Regions from separate parts of the Anser cygnoides genome. Here region 1 is linked to region 2. The links are chromatin contacts, called in public Hi-C maps. All regions are on one chromosome and are shown on one strand. The core of a region is the stretch at or near the end of the contact, and the rest is flanking DNA. Distances in the headings are between cores, read along the strand shown.

Region 1 (4,360 bases), core at 1,812-4,311, 150 kb after region 2:
TCTCGGGATGGCTGCTCTGTCATGGAGCCTCTGACTGTCCCAAACGCCCATCTCTGCTTTGCACCACTCCAAGACGTTTTCCAGGCAATGTCCAGGCAGAGGCAGACTGAGTCCCCAAGTCCCAAAAGTCATTAGTGATGACACTACAGTGGGCTTGGCTCCCTCCGTGCTCTACAGTGTATCAATAATTTAACTCTACTCCAGGCCTTGGTGCTCTCAGACAATGCCCAAACACCACCTGTGAGGACCCACTGCCCACACGGTGTTACAAGAACACCCCTCTGGTTGCTGTCAATGCAGCTCTGGTTATTTTGGATCCTTTGAATTGGAAAAAAAAAAAAAAATACCACCACACAGAGCAATCCATTTTAATGCCACAAAGATTCTTTGCAGAGACCAGAGCAGATAGAGGAACGAATGCTGTGTAGTTTTGTCTGGGGAAGAGCTTCCTAACAGCTGTACATAAGAACCCGTCTGCGTCATTCAACCTTTGAACTAGGTTGCACCTCTTTTATTTAGCCTGAGTATTTCGATTTTTAGGTGTTTCTTTATAATTTAAAACATTTTCAAAAGTGACAAGCAGGAGACCCAACTCTAGGTAGCCTAGCATAATCGCTAATTTTAGGCAATGGTAGGAAGTAAAAGCTGGAGAGAATCATGTTCCTTTAGAATATATCAAGTTGATTTAAAAAACGATAAACCAGTATTTTTATTTTTTCTTTGTCTTGGCTTCTAGTGAAAAGATAAACTTCTAGAGGACATGCAATGACAATTAGAAGAATACATCTGCTTACAGTTTTATTACAGCTTTCATTAAACAATATAGCAAATTAAAACCAGCTAATAAAGTATACTGTAATACTGTTTTGTTACACTGCACTCATACACTGATCGTCATATTTAAGTAATTCAAATAAGAGCACATATAAATCAAGGTCTAAAAATAAACTAGACTTTTTGCAATTACGGATGTCATAATTTCCAAACAAGCCAAAGCAAATCCTTACATTTCTACTAATTCAGAAACTGAGAGTAGTGTCTGAGCATCTCTGTATGAAACAGAAAACTCCAGCCACTATAAAGAGAAAAAAAAAAATCATAATAAAATAATGTACTGCAGCTGCATAATGACCTGCATTAAAAGGAAGCAACATTTTCCATTCTTTAAAAAGTATATAATGATGATGATGATAATGATGATGATGATGATGATAATTACATTGTTTTGCTACATGCTATACACCCCCCACCAAAAAGTGTAAAAACATGATTTGATTAAAAACAAACATCTGTCTTCTCATGTTGCTACACATGACTATGGATGCCTTGTAAAAAATAATGATTCAAAAGGCTGTGGCAGCTGTACTGAAGTCGAGCATTAATGGTCAGATGCACTCTGCATTTCAAGCAGCTCGTTATTCATAAAAACCTTGGCCCCACAACAAGTTTTAAAAGAAGGAATCACATGGTTTGGGTAAATCAAACACGGGAACAAAAACAGAGCGGTATCATGACTCAGGAAGACAGACTCTGTCCCTTTTCATGATTCATTGCTTTGGGAATCTTCACAGGGACGTACTGAGCAAGGACATTCCCTCCAAGTAGGCTGATTTTTCTACAGGACTGAGCAGGAAAGAGCAATTTCACATTGGTCAGCATAAACTACGGCAGCCTCGGGGTATTCTAAGTTACAGCTGGCGTCCCAGAGAGGTTGTTCAAGCTGTGGAGGCCAATTGCAAAGCAGCATGGCTTCCATATTTTGATGACTCTCCAATAAGCATGGGTTTCTTTTAACACGAGGTTTCTCTCAGGAAATAGAGTTTTTTTTTTTTTTGGGCTCTGAAGCAAGAGAGTAGCTCAAAATAACCAGGAGAGAGCCATCTGATGGTATTTGCGCAAGGTAACTCTAATAAATGGCCTTATGCTAAGGTGAAAGTAGGGCTGCGTTGTAACTGAGTCAAAGGGTGTCGGCTGGAGCTTTCCAAGAGGCCGGACAGAGCCCACATCCTGCTGACACTGACTTTACAGGTTGTGGTTGACCAGCCCTCCTCTGTTCTTTGGAAAATCCCTGCTGCCTTCTTTGAGTGACCTGCAAACACACTGTGTGATTAACCCATGTTGGACAAATCACATGGGCTGTAACAAGTTTTAAACTCTAGTTTTCGTACACGGAGTTGCAGTGCAGTGTTATAAAATAGCTTTAATTCTGGTTATATTGGTAAAAAATCTTGAATATTTATTTATTAGACTAGAATATATTAGATTATATATTTATTAGCCTATTTATAACTAGGCAGCTTAAGATTTTTAAGTGATATTTAAATGTCTGTAACCTCTCCCTAGAACTGTTTTGCCTATTATTTCTTTCCATAAAACAATGCAGCCAGCTGGGAGATTTGGGCCCCAACCCCAAGCATTATATCCTGTCTCAGATATCAGATATCAGAAATCAGAGTGTTCCTGATGAAGTGATCAGAAGTTTTTAAAAAACTAGCGCTCTGCTGGAGTTCCATTTTACAAAGCAAGATGTTCTCTATTATTAGTAGATTCGAGCCTCAGAGAATAATCTTCACACAAAGGATGTGTGAAGTTTCAGATGACAGACATAACAATTGTAAATATTACACTTCTCTCTGCATGATATGTATCTGAAGCTATTTAAATGTCAGTTCCTGTTGCTTCTAGCTGTGGCAAAAAAAAAAAAAAAAAAAAAAAAGACCTTTCTGTAGTTTAAAAAGTAAATTTGCTAAAAGCAAGTAGGTTTTTTAACATTGATGCAAGCTGTTTAGGAAAGCTAAAAAAAAAGCAAGGTAAAACAACTTAGAAACTTAACAAAACTCACCAGCAGTTACAAAGTGCCGTCTCTCATTTTCACTTAAACAATACAGTTTTTGTTGAGCTTGTACTATAAGCCCATGTCAGTACTGTTACTGCTAAGCACTTATATAAATATATGTTCTTCCTGATAAGCGAACCACGAGCTTTTCCTGATACTAGTGATTTTTAAAAAATAAATGAATTGTCAGTTCTGACCTACAAACCATGCAGGCAGAGAAACTCCAGCCCTGAAGTTTTGGATCAGTTTGCTCTGTTATTAATAGGCGTTTGTGCACTATGTAGGGTACTGTTTGTTTAGGGTTTTCAGGGAGGTTTTCTCTTTCCTGCTTTGTAAATAGACACGCAGCTCTCAGTACAGCATGTGCAGGACACGGAGCGGAACGGAAACTCGCAACATTGCTGCTGGGGAGGAAGTACCAGTTGGTTTCCTCACAAATAGTCTGAAAATATAAATTTGTGAGCCTGCAGAGCGGCGAGTCAGTGCCCTTTATCGTGGCCCTGCACCTGCCTCTGCCCGGCGGGAGCGGCAGATAGGGGCTGAACCGGGAGCAGCACTGCAGGGCAGAACAGCCTGGTGCAGCATCACGGCTGTGGCTTTGCGAGGTGCTCACGAACGGGATGTCTTGCAAAGACAGACAGAGCTGCTCCACAAGCTGCTTCATATCCCACGCTGAGATGTGGTCTCGATCCGTAAAGCAAAAGGTGACAACTGCACACATCTTGATGTCAAAATGACAGATTCCTGGCTCAATCTCCCTAGCTACCTTAGGAACGGGTAGCAAGAACTGAAGTCAGGGGACGAACACTTCTCACCCTATTAATTTCAGGAAAGCCGTTGACTGAGAAAGGTTGCACAGACCTGTGGAATTATTGCTGAAAATAATAAAAGAGGTGTGTGCTTTCACTGTAGCTGCAGCTTGAAGATCACAGCAGGATTTTACTTTTGCTTTTGTTTAATCATCCTTCCTCAAAAGGAAATTTTTTTCTGGGACACACAGTTCTCCCAAATGCCATCTGCTTATGGGTCAAGGCAAGCAAATCCCAGATGAACCATAAAAGCTGCCCCAAAGCATCCAGCACAGCTGTAAAATGTGACCTACATGCACAACTATATTTTGAGACTTCTGTAACCAAATACTACTGCCCAAAGCACAGCACAGCTAGACTTACCTCCTTTGAGCACTGCATTTGGTATCATCACCTAATCAGAGTGATGGGGAAATGGACCTCAGGGATCTCTTACTGCCCATACCGCTGTGGATATTGTTTGGTGTGAACTCCAATGAATGTTGCATTTGTGTTTGATGGATTTAGACCAGTTTATATCTCATGCGGATTAGTTCAGAGGCAGGCCCATGCCATTTTGTGTCACAGATAATTCAGCATAGGTAAAACTAATTCTTTTACTGAATTTAAGTTTCAAGGAAAGTGCAAAACATTTAATAACAGTTTTTCCAGTTTTTATAGAATGATAATGTGGCAGTCAAACTTTCAGCATTGCTTAGTTTTATTTTTTTATTTT
Region 2 (4,650 bases), core at 724-3,223:
CACAGAGGTGAGAGGCTGCAGGAAGGAGACTCATGTTTTTAGGGAAGAGATAATATGAAATGAAAGAAAAAGGAAAACGAGAAAGAAAATAAGAGACAATAAAGGAAAATGAGAAAGAAAATAAGAGAAAGACAAAAAAGGAAAAAAGAGAAAGAAGGGGAAGGGAAGGGAAGGGAAGGGAAGGGAAGGGAAGGGAAGGGAAGGGAAGGGAAGGGAAGGGAAGGGAAGGGAAGGGAAGGGAAGGGAAGGGAAGGGAAGGGAAGGGAAGGGAAGGGAAGGGAAGGGAAGGGAAGGGAAGGGAAGGGAAGGGAAGGGAAGGGAAGGGAAGGGAAGGGAAGGGAAGGGAAGGGAAGGGAAGGGAAGGGAAGGGAAGGGAAGGGAAGGGAAGGGAAGGGAAGGGAAGGGAAGGGAAGGGAAGGGAAGGGAAGGGAAGGGAAGGGAAGGGAAGGGAAGGGAAGGGAAGGGAAGGGAAGGAAAGGAAAGGAAAGGAAAGGAAAGGAAAGGAAAGGAAAGGAAAGGAAAGGAAAGGAAAGGAAAGGAAAGGAAAGGAAAGGAAAGGAAAGGAAAGGAAAGGAAAGGAAAGGAAAGGAAAGGAAAGGAAAGGAAAGGAAAGGGAAAAAAAAAAGAAAAAGACTAAAGAGAAAGGAAAAAGAAAGAAAAAAGAGAAAAATCAAAGAAAGAAAAAGGAGAAAGAAGGAAAAAAAAAGAAAAAAGAAGAAAGAACAAGAGAAAGAAAAACGAAAAAGAAAGAAAAAACAGTAACAACAACAACAAAAGCAGAATTGTCTTTATTGGGGCACTGGGTCATTATTTCATACCAGAGCTCAGCTCAGATGCTGTGGGCGCATAGCACAGAGTGAATATGAAATTGATGTATACTGCCTGTTGGTTTTTTAACCAAGCTTTAAGAGGAAAATAGAATTAGTCTTGAAAACTGGGTCAACTTTCATGTAAATCAGCACATCTGATCACTCAGGACATGTTTTAATTAACTCAGAACAACAGCATAGCAATATACGGGAATTAGCTTCAAAGATTGTACAGTTTAGCATAGCATGGGTATCCAAATGCCCTACTAAATTCAGCGGACTTGGTTCTACATATTTAGAAAAACATCCAAGAATGCTCGGCTATGCCTGCAGCCCCTCAAATTGTTCACTGTCTCACTGTTAGAATGAAAGATGGATTTACTGGTGCCGTTCTGAGAAGCAGGCTTACCACCCACTGCATTTTCTTCCAGAAACACAGTCCGGGATCTGGCAGAGGATGCCTGCCGTGAGGTGAGGCATGTGTGCGGAACCCCTAAGTGTCCACAGATCAGTAAAATCTGACATAGCAGACGCCGACCCACAAGCTCGCGCACGGTCTGAGCTCACCTGGACCACATCCCACATGGAACCACAGAATGGTTTGGGCTGGGAGGGCCCTTAAAGCCCACCCAGTGCCACCCCCTGCCATGGGCAGGGACACCTGCCAGCAGCCCAGGCTGCCCCCAGCCCCATCCAGCCTGGCCTTGGGCGCTGCCAGGGATGGGGCAGCCGCAGCTCCTCAGCCACGCACGGCCGCTCCTTCGCACCCCGCGCTGCCGGGAGCGGAGCCCGGCGCTGCGCGGCCGCCCCGCGGCACACGGGGGCGCACGCACACAGCGCAACCACGGCCGGCGGCGGGGCCGGGCCCGGCCCGGCGGGGCCCTCGCGGCCCTCTGGGGGCGGCCGCGCTCTAAGGGGATGGGCGGTGGGAGCGCGGCGCGCATGCGCGGGAGCGGGGAAGGGGGCGGGGTGATAGGGGAAGGGGCGGGGCTAGGAGAGAAGGGGGCGTGGTGATTGGCGGAGGGGGCGTGGCGACGGCGGGAGGGGGCGTGGTGATTGGCGGAGAGGGCGTGGCGACGGCGGAAGGGGGCGTGGCCGGCCGCCGCTCGCCGCGCTTATAGCGGGGTGCCCGCGGCACGGCCCCGTCTTTGTGGGCAGAGCGCAGCGCAGCCGGGCGGCTCCGAGCGCTCCCGAGCGCCGGCAGCCGGGCCGCCGCAGCCCGCCCGCCCGCCCAGCCCGCCCCATGCCGGGGCTGTAGGTCGGCGCCGAGGCTGCCTGGCGGCGGCGGTGGGTGGCGGAGCGAGCGGCCGGAGGCCCTCGGCGCCTCCTCGCCTCGAGCTTTATTTTTCGTACGGTCCTTTTTATTTTTCTACGCTTCGCTGTACGCCATGGTGCTGGGGAAGGTGAAGAGCTTGACGATAAGCTTCGACTGTCTGAACGACAGCAATGTCCCCGTGTACTCCAGCGGGGACACGGTCTCAGGAAGGGTCAACCTAGAAGTGACGGGGGAGATCCGGGTCAAGTCGCTCAAGATCCACGCGCGGGGGCACGCCAAGGTGCGCTGGACGGAGTCGCGGAACGCCGGCTCCAACACCGCCTACACGCAGAACTACACCGAGGAGGTCGAGTACTTCAACCACAAGGACGTCCTCATCGGCCAGGAGAGAGGTGAGGGGGCTCTGCCCTCCCCCGGCCCCCCGCCCCGCAGCCGGCACCGCCGCGCCCTGCCCGGCCCCGCAGCATCCCTGCTCCGCGCGTGGGGGGGGGGGGGGGGGGGGGGGGATGGTGGTGAGGAGGGCGAAGAGAAAAAAGGAGGAAAAAAAAAAAAAAACTCCGAGGGACTCCGGGGTTGTTTTTGCGAAGTTTCCACCCTTTGTTAGAAGCGGTTCAATCCTGTTTGGGACCGGTCCTGGCGAGAGGGAGGGGGGTGCTGCCGCTCGGCGGCGGAGATTGGCTGCGCGCGTCAGGTGGTGGCGATGACTTAATTCCTAGCACAGGAAAATAGTCCCCGAGCCGGTTATGTAATGGGCAACGCTCCGCACCCCCATTTTTAATTATTTTATTATTTTTTTTCGGTGCCTGCACACACACCCCCCCCCTCCCCCCCCCAGCACGCAGCACGTTCGCTGCGGAGAGCCGAGCGCGGCTGGGGTGTCTCCGCCTTGGGGACAAACCGGGTTCTTTCTCCCCTTCCTTCTGAGGAGAAACGTGGTTTTTTTTACGCCTTCGGGCTTTTTTTTGGAGAAGCTTCTCCGCACCGTGCGTGGAGCTTTCCTACGATCTGTGCAGAAGCAGACCGCGACCTCCTTCTCTCCCCTTCTTTTTGTTGTGTTTTCTAATTCCTGCCACCGACGTGAGGCAGCCCTCACAGCGATCCCCAACCCCTGCTTTGCGGCTGGCACCCGCACGCCCTGCTTGGGGGGCGGCGGCCCCGTCCCGGCCACCCACAGGTGTGGCTCCGCACCTCGGGGTGCGTGTGGAGGTGGGGGGGGGGGGGGGGGCACAGCGGCCGGCGGGTCCGCGATGAGCCGGGCCGCACCGTGCTGCGCCGCACCGCCGCCTCCCACCGACTGCCGCCCCTCAGAGCTGGCGGCCGAAGCCCCGCCCCCCGCGCGCCTCCCGATTGGCCGCCCGCAGTTTGTTGCCTTGTTGCTAGGGCGATGCCAGCCGCTGATTGGCTGGCGGGGGGGGGGGTGCTGAGAGGGCTCGCGCTTCCCCCCTTCTCCCCCCTCCCTCCCCCCCCCCCCCCCCCCCCCACCAACGGCCGCCCGGTAACGGTCGCCGCGCGCGGCCCTGAGGGGGCCCGGCCCGGAGCGGGCGGCGTGAGGGGGGCGCGGCGGAGCCTTCCTCCTCCTCCTCCTCCTGCCCGTCCTCCGCCCGCCCCCCCGGTGTAATGTATACCGTACGTATACGCGCGGCTGGCTGGGATCCGCTCGCGCCGGTTTAGGCCGGTCCTCTCCTGCTCCAGCCGGGCCGCTGACTGACAGCGCGGCGGGGCTGCTGAGCTGGCAGGGCGGCCGCGGGGCCGGGCCGAGCCGCCGAGACAATGAGAAGGGGGGCGAGCAGCACGGCGGGCCCCCCCCCCCCCCCGGGGACCTTCTGCTGCCTGGAGGGACGTTCGTGCCACGCATTCCCTCTCCTCCTTCGCCACTTAATTTATTCATCTTTTTTTTATCATCATTTTTCACTGTAGCATCGTTGTGGTGCAGTATACAAACGCAAGCACCCGTGTCTTTATAGCACAATGGAAGCCTAAAATTTGATGTGCTTCTGTTACAGCTCCCCACTATTAAAGCAGTTGCCTCCCCCACATCCAATTTCTGTACCTGTGAGGGTATTCCAGCCTTTTTATGTAGGAGGTGCTCGGTTATTTTTTTTTTCCCTCTCAACTTTTCTGCTTCGACGGAGTCAGCGTTTTTTCTGGTTTTGCGGTAATTATATCGGAATAAACCACAAGTTTGTGGCAGCGTTTTAAGCAATAGGAGAAATCATAACCACAAGCAAAGGTCGGCGTTCTTGGAACCAGCAAGTATTTGCTCTCCGACCAAGACTGAGTTAAACTCCCGAGATTTCTTGGGTTACCTCCACACAGTGCTGACCAGGCAGATTGCTCTTTCTCTGTGCCCATGAATTTGGTGCTTTCCAGGTGGTGCTCGGATGCCTTTTCCACTGCCCCCCTCCCTTTTCCACAGCCTTTTTCTGGTTATTTCATTTTTGGGTGCTATTGCCAGGCAGTAGATAAAAGGGACCTGAATCACAAAGTGTAGTCTTACACAGCAAACTTCAAGCCATGTATAAGACCAGTTAATACCACTAAAGAGGTCTTCCATTTTAAATTTTA

What was found. A called contact is a pair of places that touch in the nucleus more often than the background predicts.
Region 1: a Hi-C map of liver shows a contact between it and region 2, with 3 times the contacts expected there. The contact joins the enhancer-like site here to the promoter of ARRDC3 in region 2. A contact is called at or near these places in 3 of 7 Hi-C or Micro-C datasets (all in liver).

The regions. Positions count from the first base shown.
Region 1 is chrZ:3,560,595-3,564,954 of Taihu_goose_T2T_genome, forward strand. The region is part of intron 84 of ADGRV1 (adhesion G protein-coupled receptor V1); the gene reads right to left. Among named protein-coding and RNA genes, the nearest start is that of ARRDC3, 150 kb to the left of the region's middle. Within about 2 kb of position 3,062, at least 1 of the 3 cell types and tissues checked has open chromatin away from gene starts, as enhancers often do. A contact at or near this core is called in liver, where this site is marked.
Region 2 is chrZ:3,414,816-3,419,465 of Taihu_goose_T2T_genome, forward strand. ARRDC3 (arrestin domain containing 3) reads left to right here and starts at 1,974. Exons shown (of 8, transcript XM_013193308.3): 1 at 1,974-2,477. The coding sequence starts at 2,198.